Regions from separate parts of the Muntiacus reevesi genome. Here region 1 is linked to region 2. Evidence: chromatin contacts called from public Hi-C data. All regions are on one chromosome and are shown on one strand. Each heading gives the region's core, a stretch centred on a gene start, on an enhancer-like site or on the middle of the called end of the contact. The rest is flanking DNA. Distances are from core to core; before and after follow the strand shown. Region 1 holds the start of GTF3C4 (general transcription factor IIIC subunit 4). Region 2 holds the start of TSC1 (TSC complex subunit 1).

Evidence for each region. A called contact is a pair of places that touch in the nucleus more often than the background predicts.
Region 1: a Hi-C map of muscle shows a contact between it and region 2, with 5 times the contacts expected there. The contact joins the promoter of GTF3C4 here to the promoter of TSC1 in region 2. A contact is called at or near these places in 2 of 3 Hi-C or Micro-C datasets (blood and muscle).

What each region holds. Positions count from the first base shown.
Region 1 is chr3:3,974,379-3,979,746 of mMunRee1.1, forward strand. GTF3C4 (general transcription factor IIIC subunit 4) reads right to left here and starts at 3,238. Exons shown (of 5, transcript XM_065928188.1): 1 at 2,847-3,238. The coding sequence starts at 3,191. DDX31 (DEAD-box helicase 31) reads left to right here and starts at 3,760. Exons shown (of 20, transcript XM_065928189.1): 1 at 3,760-4,011. The coding sequence starts at 3,916.
Region 2 is chr3:3,738,737-3,744,105 of mMunRee1.1, forward strand. It overlaps TSC1 (TSC complex subunit 1), which reads left to right and starts at 3,947. Exons shown (of 23, transcript XM_065928179.1): 1 at 3,947-4,068.

The sequences.
Region 1 (5,368 bases), core at 1,988-4,487, 230 kb after region 2:
TTGTTGGAGCAAACTGGACAGCACCAAAGAGATTTCAATCCACAGGGACTGTCAGTGGGCAGTGTCATCAAAGTACAGACAGAGACTTCCTTACATTTCCACCATTACTCCAGTTTTATCCCACAGAGGCCTCTCTCACAACTGCAGGGACATCTTGGCCTTCGTTTCCCCGGCAGGGCCTGCGAATAAGACTGCCAACCGACTGGTGCTTTCTGTGAGGCGCACACCAAAGCAGAAGGGGAAGACACCACTGACTAATTTCAGTAAAGCAATCGATTACTAGAGGGATATATAAGGATTTCCTACTACTCATTTTCCAGTTGTGGAACCAATGACAAGAATCAAATTTTTATCAGAATACAGTGATAAGAAATAACTGTGTATCCATAGCCAAAGCATTAAGCCAGATCCCTTCCCTCATACGTGCATGACTGTTTTCTAACCTGAGCATTTACAGTGTGCCAGGAACTGTGCAAAGTAACCACACGTGTACATATGGATATATCAGCATACATATATCCACATATGGTAATATATTTTAACTTAATCTTCTAAAGATGCTAAACAAAGTAGGCTTTATTATCCTTTTATAGATAGACCCGGCTTGCTATCTTGTGCCAAAGTGTAATCTCTTAACCCCTGTTTTATGCTGACTCCAACAATCACCTACTTGCTTCTGGTCCAGCGGGAGTCACATTCCTGCACCACACCAGGTCAGTCCTCGTCTATGATGCTGTAACAGCACCTCAGGGCTTCCTCAACTGAAGTCAACCATCTCAGACTGACCTTCCAAGTTCCCAAACTGACCTCACTTTACTGTCTCTGACTCTCTAGGAAAGCTACTTGACCTCAGCTGTGAACCCAGCATCATTTACACAAGCAACCAGAAGCTGTGTTCATGACTTATGTGTCTGTGCACAAGATGGGCACCTTATTCCTGGCACTTGGATGACCCCTTCCTCCCTTCTTTTTACAACCCAAACCCTACTTTTTTTTTTTTTTTTAGGTCTGCAGCAGATTCACCACCAAATAACCTTCCCTGATAAAAGCATCTCGGTTCAGCATTCCTTCACTTCTTTAGATTCTCTCTGCTGAAGCATTAAGTCTACCACACTGAGACATACACTTAAAATTTTCTCTAGCTGATGTGCATATGGTTAGTAACAGTAAGTTCCTTTTCAGCAAAGGATACACCTTTTAAAACCCTTCTGTTCTGCCTCCCTCCTTGAGTGTTTCTCAGTTTCATAGGATCACCAACATCTATTCATCTGACTGGTTTATCAGTTGAGTTGCTCAGGCGTGTCAGACTCTTTGCGACCCCATGGACAGTTGCAAGCCAGGCTTGCCTGTCCATCACCAACTTCCAGGCGACTGGCTTATACTTGAATCAATTTGTTCACACCTTGTCCAAGATCTTTGAAGGTTTAGTCCCATACAAACTTATCAATGATCTAATTAAACATCAAACTGTCACTTTCAAACTTGGATTAAGTATGCTAAAAAGGGGTGTGGGTTCTCTGCACCCCATTCAGTTACTGATCTATATTTTAAATGGCTTGGCAGAGTAGTTTTTTTTTTAAAACTTCACATTCACAGAAATACTTTCTCTGTATATAGATACATATTACAACTTATCACTACCTATTATTACATTGTTATTTGTTTCTGACCTGTCAAAAGAATGAATGCAAACTCCTAGAGGACAGAGATTTTTTGTTTTTGTTTTTGTACAATGTTTTACTTCTGGAGCCTAGATTGATGTCTAGCTGATACATTGTTGCTGTTGTTTCAGTCACTAAGTCCTACCAAATCCTATCCCACCCTTTGGTAACCCCATGGATTGTGTAGTCCCCCAGGCTCCTCAGTCCATGAGATTTCCATAGTGGTATTCAAAGATGTGTTGAGAGAATGAACATACACTTTGATAATCATACATATACATACAGACCTATAAAGGAAACAGTAATAAAGTTTTAATATTTTTAAACCATTAAAATGAACAACACGACTTCCTACTTTGAAACATTTGGAAAATGGTGATGATCGAACAATAAAACTTTAGCAGCTTTAAAGTTCTGAAGGCAAACTTAGTTAATATGAAGCCAAAAGCACTAATCTACACGAAGCATTAAATCTATACGAAGATCTTAAGTTTAAGAGCTACACTTATTTTCAGAAGCTTTATTTTTCATTCTACACCCCAAAGCCTTTTCGTTATTGAAGAAAAACTGGAGGACTAACCCCCGACATCCAGGATCTATCATCTCCCCAAGATGAGAAAGACCACTCATATAACAAAGTCACTGAAACAGTAACAAAGCAAACAAAACAAAACAAAACAAAAACACCCCACACCAATTTTCTCTCTTCCAAAGCCAAGGAGGCGGAAGAGGAGGGCACATCACAGTAAACAAAGCCAGCCAGGAGCCTCGGGGAGCAGGCCCCAGACAATAGGAGCGGGTGGCAGAGGCAGGTCTGGGGCTGGGTCAACAGGGGGTGGAGCCTCAGAAAGCACCAAGGGAAGAAATCTGCGCCAGCAGCCGGCCAGACGCCGGGCCACAGGGAGAACTCGGCTCCAGAGAGGGACCTTCCGAAATGTATCTGTCTCGGGAGTGGGTGGGCGATCCGGGAAACTGGGCATACACGGCGGGTTCCCCCCCCACCCCCCCACTTAAGCTACGGCGGCGACCCTAAAGACTCAGTGCGAGGAGGCGGGAATCCCCGGCCGAGGCGTGGGCCCGGGGATTCCCCCAGGGACCCGCGGGGACGTGGCCGCGGGGGGGGGGTGGTGGAGAGAGGGAGGCGGGCAGGAGACCCCAGAGCCCGGGGCGGCAGGCATGACTTACTTTGAGGAAGCAGCTGTGGAGAGGCGCGGGCACCGATGTGCGGTGGATAACCAGGTCCTGGCCCGGGTTGTGCACGTCGCAGATGAGTTCCAGCACGGCGATGCTGCGGGCCGTGGACACCGACACGCGGTGGTCCTCGGACCACGCCAGCGGCTCCAGGCCGCTCACCGCGTACTGCAGCCTCACCGCCGGCTCCCGCCGAGTCACCAGGAGGCGGAATGCCGTGCTGGGCCCTGGGGCCGCGTCCGCCGCCGGCTCCTTCCCGCCCGCCTCAGAGCCCTCCACCTCCTCGGGCGGCGCGGGCCGCTCGGCCGCGGGGCCCACCCGGGTTAGGGCCGTATTCATCTCTCCTCGGAGGCAGAGGCCGGGCTCCCGGGCGCGCGCCAACCTCCCCCTCCTCCTCCTCCTCCCCGCCCCGCTCCGCCCCGCCCCGCCCCGCGTTGCAGTCCAGTTGCCGCCTCCCGCACCGCGGCCTCCGCCGGGCCCCCAGATTTCCTCAGCGGCGGTTTTCTCCCCCTGAGGCCCGGAGCGCCGCCGAGCCACGAAGGACCCCGCCGTTGCTAGGCAACCCAGCCCCTGCCGGGTGGCCAAGGCGCTGCCTGTAAAAAAAATAAATTAAAAATATCTCACCTTGTGGTGGGGCCGGATCGCGGGTGGGCGAGGGGCAAGGAGTCCCCCCCACCCCCGCCCCCGGCTCCTGACAACTAAAGTGCTGAGGAGAGTCAAAGGAGGAGGCGCTGGTTCGATGGGACACGCCTCTCCTCGTTCCTGAGAGGAATTTCAAAAGAACGTCAAGGGCAATCACTCTGGGGTTCGGTGTGACTTGGCATCCCCCCATCCCCCGGCACAAGCCGCGCCACGAGGGACGGCCCTGTGGCCCGGGGCGCCGCGGCTCCGGCCGCTAGTGGCGCGGGCCCCTTCGTGAGGGGGGCGGGGGCCCTCAGAAAGCGCGCGCGGGCGCGCAGGACTCGGCGGGACAGCTACAGCGGGGTCCTCGCGCGCGTCCACGTGGGGTCTAGCAGCGCCTCGCTCCGGGTTTCGCGAGATCCGGACGCGCCTCTCTGTCGACATGGCAGCCGTCAGCGGAGTGCTTCCTCAGGTCCCCGAGCCCCGGGCCGCCGTCTTCAGAACCTTCTCCAAACCCCGCCCGGCCCACGCGAGGCGGGTGAGTTCTGATCCGGTTTTCCAGATGCGTTCGCTCCCGGGGGGGTGGGGGGGGTGGGGCCTCCGAGCGCCGGGAAGCTGCCGTTCAGGCCTTCTCCGTCGGGATTCGAATTAATTTCGCGGAGTTGAGGTGGGGAAAAGTCAGACATCGGGCAGCTCCGGGAGGAGTCGCTGAACCGCGCGTGTCTTAAGAGCCGCCACGACCCGTGCAGACGCGCTCGGAGCGGGAGCGGAGCGGGCGGAGGCGGGCGGAGCTGGCTGGGGCCGCTTGTTAGTTGAAGGCGGGGATAAGAGACTTGTCACCCGAAGTTAAAAACGGACTCTCGGGGCGTTGAGTCCCTCAGTAGCCCCGTCTTCTAATCTTCTCTCAGCTACTCTTAAGGGTCAGTTTGTTTCGGGAATGAGGACTGGAGACTAGAAATTTCTTTGAAGAGTGTTCGAAACCGAGATATACATCGGCGCGCCATGAAGGGTTGGGGGGCGGGGAAGAAAAATACAACTCATCAATACAATATCTTCGTTAGAGAGGCAAAGATGCCTGAAATTTAGCCCAAACCAGAGCAGAAAATTGGTTTTTAGGGCTGACTTAGCTCCTAGCTAAGAGGAGGAATACAGGACAGAAAATCTGTTGAAAAATCTTGTCTTAATGACCAGAAGGATACAGTTTGCTGCCAAGAAAAGTGTGCGTATGTGTGTGTCTTCTCAAAAACGCATCATTTAATGCCATTGAAAATTTTTTTGTCAGAGTTCGGTTCAGTTCCTTTCAACCAGTATAGCGCCGCTGAAGTTACTTGAGTTCACATCAGCTCATAGCAAATGTCTGGTTTATTGTCTAGACTTTTTTCGTGGTTATCAAGTTTAGGATTTAGAGGCTTGTGAGTAAAACTTTTCGGCTGGGCGATGTTGTGGCTTCATCTATACTGAAGGGGGAGGGAAGTACAAAAGAGTCAGTTGGGCACAGGGGATTTGGAATAATAGGACAGACCTGGGATTGGATGAGAGCGTTGCAACATGGCTGGTTCTGTGACCTTGAAGAAATTTCTTCACCTCCCTGATCCTCACTTTTCCTACCTATTATATGAGAACAGTAATTTTGACTTCGTATAAAGTTATAAGTCATATTGACTCCATTTTGACTGACCTGATAGAATTGCTCCATCAGGTCAGTAAGGTGCTTATACCAAGTACATGCAAGACATAGAAAACACTTACTAAAAGTTCATTGAGTGGGTTGAGTAAATAAATGTAAGTTATCTGGTTTTATGATCGCTTGAACCACTATATCAAAAGAATATTGTTTAACAGCTCTCTGTCTGTGTTGGCTTGTCTGCATGTTTGTTATGTCTTGAATGAGAATT
Region 2 (5,369 bases), core at 2,697-5,196:
AGTTCTCAGCTGGACCCATAAGGGAACAGGTGCGTGCATGTGTGCTAAGTCACTTCAGTCATGTCCAACTGTTTGAGACCCTATGGTCCACAGGCCGCCAGGCTCCTCTGTCCATGAGATTCTCCAGGCAAGAATACTGGAGGGGGCTGATCCATGCTCTCCTCCAGGGGATCTTCCCAACCCAGGGATCGAACCCACACCTCTTAGGTCTCCAGCACTGGCAGGCAGGCTCTTTACCATTAGCTCGACCTGGGAAGCCTTAAGGGAACAGGTACACTGAGGTTTATCACAGGTTTTTTCCTGGTGGGCTTTGGGTATCATTCCATGGGACATGAGAGTAGATTGGGGTAGATCCATACCACTGAATAACTGTCAACAGAAGCTACTGGCTGGATTTATTTAGAGCAACACGCATGGGCTTCAAAACAACGCTGAGGGGAGCACAAAGTAAGAAGCAGGTTGCCATCTATGACATAATCCATCTACATGAGTTAAAAATATCCGCACACCTCTGTACACATATATGTGTCTATTCTGACAGCGCTAGGCAGCAAGGGGACAATGACAAGGCTGGAGAGGCCAGAGCTGCGAGGGGCCCTGGGGGCTGCTCTCGGAAACTTGGACCCCCAGGAGATGGGTGACCCCTGAAAGCAGGGGGCTGCATGCAGAAAGCTGAAGCAACAGGACCCCTCAAATGGATGACCCTGCGACATTGAAAAGGATGTAATATTGACTAGTGGAGTCCTTCCAAAGGCCTTCAACTCTTATTGCATCTGGAAGGCCTTTTGGGAAGGACAGAAATCCAGCTGAAACTCGCATCAGCCAAAACAGTTTTCGCTTCATGCAACTCAGAAGCCCAGGGTGAAGCTGGCCTCAGGGACTCTACTTTGTAAATTGAGGGGAGAGCAACCAACAGTTCTCTTTTCATCTCTCTCTTTCTCTGTATCTTTTCCATCTTTTGGCTAGCGCGTTCATGGAGCCTGAGGTAGGAGAGGGAGAAACGGAGGGCCACAGCTTTATCCTAGTTCAATGACCCCAGAGGAAAGATAACATCTCTTCCAGCATCAATGTATAAACACTCAGGGAAGTACCCTGATTGGCCCAAATTGGGTCACATGTCCAACTATGCCAATCCTTTTGGCTGGATGCTTGGGATCCAGGACTGGCCAGATGGGTCCAGGTGCCTGAGGTTAATGCTGTGGTCCCAGGAGGGGGAGGGGGAGATGCTGCCCAGGCAAATCGCCGGTGTGCCTCACACACATCAAGTCAGTGCCACCTGCCTCCTAGGGCTCATCCCTTCTGTCTTGTCACCGAGTGTGGACAAGACGGTTGGAGAAAGCCTGGCCAGAAGCTCATGCCATGGAGAAGCTCCAGGAAGGTATATAGAAGATAGCGGTCTGATTAACAGCTGTCTGAGTGCCGAAGAACTGATGCTTCTGAACTGTGGTGTTGGAGAAGACTCTTGCAAGTCCCTTGGACACCAAAGAGATCAAACCAGTCCATCCTAAAGGAAATCAGCCCTGAATATTCATTGGAAGGACTGATGCTGAAGCTCCAATGCTTTGGCCACCTGATGCGAAGAACTGACTCACTGGAAAAGACCCTGATGCTGGGAAACACTGAAGGCAGGAGGAGAAGGGGACGGCAGAGGATGAGATGGTTGGATGGCATCACCGACTCGATGGACATGAGTCTGAGCAAACTCCAGGTGATAGTGAAGGACAGGGAAGCCTTGTGTGCTGCAGTCCAAGGGGTCACATAGAGTCGGACATGACTTAGCAACTGAACAACAAGTCAACGACAAAATCAATCCCAGAAAAGCAGAAAACATGGAGCCAGCCCCTGAGCAGGGGCAGGGCTGCCTCTGCCTTTCCTCCTAGCCTCTTCTCACAAGCCCCTAGCGGTCCATATTGAGAGAACTATTACCATTCTTCTCCCAGATATTGTATAAACAGTAACAGCGCAGTTATGGCCCCCTTGAGGGCCAGGAGCTGATGAGGCTCCTGTATCACTGCTCCCTTCCACGGAGGATAGCATTCCAGCAGGATGAGGTCACTGAGCCAAGAAAGAGGGGGGTGGGGAAAGGGGATTCCTGCGCTGGAGCTCTGGAGTCATGCCCGTCCCTGACTCCATCCCTCCTGATCACTGGGGGATTCAGACTGTGCCCGAATCCTTGTCACAGGCTAATGCCAAGGCAGGAATCTGTTCCTGTGAAATGGTTTGTGGACTAGGGGAACCTAGGCATTCCCCTCTTCTCCTCCAGCCCTTCCATCTCTGGGCCCTAGGCTGGCTATGCTGGGTGACTACACAGAAGTTAGCACCAGGTGGACTGACTCCAGGCAGTGATTGGATGCCGGTTGTGAGAGCATTGATAAATGCTAACAAAACTAACATTTATTGAAATAGGTTCTGTGCTGGCTACGTCTTAAGCTCTCATTGAATTCACCCCAAACCCCCATTCGGTAGGCATCATGATTAATATTAAAACTCCTATGTTGCAGAGGAAGAAACCAAGGCTCAGTTCATTAGCACAATAGCAGAAACCTGTGTTCACACTCCGGTCTGTTGGAACCATCCCGTCCTGGCTTCCCCAGCTGCCTCCAGGCAGTGTTAGGCTGGCGGATTTGCCAGGTCAATGCCCACCTGCCCCGTAAGCCAGGATGGTGATAAAGGCTGTGCACTGCTCAAGGGCCCCCAGGAGAAGTGGGTATGGGCGGCTAAGGGCCCAGATACAGCCTGGGCTCTGCTCACATGGGCTATGGGCCCAGAGAAAAGGCCTTTTTTAATTCTCTTGGGGCCTCTCTGACCCTAAAAGGCTAGCAGCAGTCCTACCTGGGGCCACGCTGGGCCTCCTGGAACCCTGGCCACTCTCACAGTAGGCCCCTTAAGCCGTACACTGCCTTGCCTTGTGACCCAAATGGTTCCCGTGACAAAACTTGTCATTTCCGAAACTCACCCAGAGTTATCCCCAGGCGCTACTAGCTTCTTTTAGCTCTTTCCTTCCCAACGGCCTCTCCCACTTCTATTTCCTAAAACCTGCCTTTCTTTTAAGGCCTAGCTTGATGCGCACTCCTTCAGAAAGGCTTTCAGATGCCTCAGTTAGACTGCGGCCTCTCTCACCCTGCACCGGATCGGTCACAGCGCTCACCACAACCTGCCTTCGGGGACCATCATCTTGGGAGCATTTACCCTGCATGGGTCACGGTGCTTCAAACGCCCTCCACACTTTATGTCCCTGAATCCTCACTCCACTCGGGTTACTATGCCCATTTCACAGAGAAAGAAACCAAGGCTCAAAGGGCTTCAAAACTTGCCCAGGTTCACACAGCTAGGAAGGGAGCAGGGCAGGGACTGAATGAAGGGGCTGGGCTTTGAAAGCGGCCGCTCTGATTAGGGTGGGTTCCCCCAGGTGTCGTGACCGGGTGTCTGAAACGCTAGCAATCTGAGGGGCAGAAGGCAGTGTGTTTCTCCGCAGGCCCTTCTCCCACGGGGGCCCCACTGGCTCCTTGGGAAACAAGATGGAAGATCTGCGGTCAGGCACAAGGGAGACCCTCGGTCGGGGAGAACCCGCGTGTGCGCGCCTCGGGAACGCAGGAGGCGCCCCAACCACACCCAGCGCGGACAACTTGTTTACGCCTCTTGCGCGGCCCCTCCCGCCCGGCCCGGGTCACGTGACCACCGCCCCGCCCCTCGCTCTCTCGCGTGGCTCCTCCTCGCCGCGCCGGCCCTTCTTTTTGCCTCCTTCGGAGTCACAAGATCTCTCAGCAGCTCCCTTTCGGAATCCTTCCGCCCGTCCCCGCCTCCCCACCCCCCCGACACCCCCTACCTTACAACTCTTCTTGGCTCTTTCTCGACCGGTTAGCACCACCAGTAATGAGCAGAACGGCCCCTTCTTTCCAAAGGGGCAGGCGACCACGGTCAACGGTCGTCGGGTTCGAGAGCGAGGCGCGGCACGGCTGGGGACTCTTTTTCGTGGCGGAGGCTGCAGCTACCGTGGACATTTCACGACGGGGGGGAGGTGCTGTACGTCCAAGATGGCGGCGCCCTGTAGGCTGGAGGAACTGTGAGGTAAACAGCTGAGGGGGAGGAGACGGTGGGTGAGTATGGGGGTGTCGCCCCTTCCTTTTCGCGGGGGTCTTCTCGGGGCAATCCCGGCACCATGACCCCAGTCTGGGAAGCCCTGTAGGGCTGGGGCAAGGCACTCACTTGCCGGGGAAGGGACCCCGGGAAGGGGGGGTTCGGGGAGCTTTCCCCTCCCTCTTATTACTCGCTATTTCCGACGGGGCCTGATGGGGCTTGGCGGGTTTCTGGGGGAAGAGAGGAGGCCCCGGTCGGCACTTGGCCCCTCCTCGGCGGCGGAGGGGACCGCTGCATCCCCCCCCCCTCCCCCGCCCCCGGGCTGCGGTGCCGAGGACAGGGGGTGAAGTGGGCCGCTTTGCCAGCCTCTTGCTCGGTGGGGTGACAGGTTCCCGCAGGGTGCGGAGAGCCGAGGAGAGACCGGTCCGGATTGAGGGGTCGGGGCTGGTGCCAGGGCTTGATGAGAGGGGTCGGGGTGGGGGGGAGGGGAATGAATGGAGTCTGCCTGTGGGCCTCGGGGACCTGCCCGGACTCGGTGTCTCCGCTGAAATTTGCATGAGCGTGTGTGCCTAGCTCCAGGTGTGCTTCTGGGTGTTTAATTGGTGTTGAAAGACAGTTACCTTCCAGCCGGCAGAAGTGATTCTTAAGAGACAGCTATTTGCAGAGCCACTCCTAGACGCTCATTCATTCATTTGAGGAACTGGAGGATGAAGAACCGGCAGTCAGAGAGCCCTTTGAGAATTAAAGCTGTTTCTTTGTGTTTCCTGGTAGAGAGTTTTGCTTCGGGCGTTCTAGGTTTGGAGGGGTGGGGGTGGGGGCCTTGGAGGGGGCGCGGTCCTCCTGACACCAGCAGCTTGTTGATGGAGCACGCACTGTGGAAGGGTTCCGCAGTCGTCACCTCCTTTAGCCCTCGCGACAGAGGGGAGAGGCAGCCACCGGGAGTCCCTCCCATTTCTCAGATGAAGAAACTGAGGCTCAGAGACTAGGGTACCGTGCCCCAAGGTCACGCCTCTAGGATTCTGTGAGCCGGGATGGGAACTGGAGTTTGACTGATTCCAAGACTGCGCTCCTGTCTTTGTTTGTACTTAACATGATTCGCGTTTATCTATTATTTGATCAGATCTAACTTGTCATTCTTTCTGATCAGGTGATTAGAGTTAATCAGTTGGCCAGGGTTTGTGCATAAGTGCCTGTGTGTGCGTGCTTAATTTTGAAGAGGGGCCCACTTGCTTACATACCTTAGCTTTTGTTTGGGATGGCAGTGTTGTGACTATAAACAAGGTAGTCTAAAT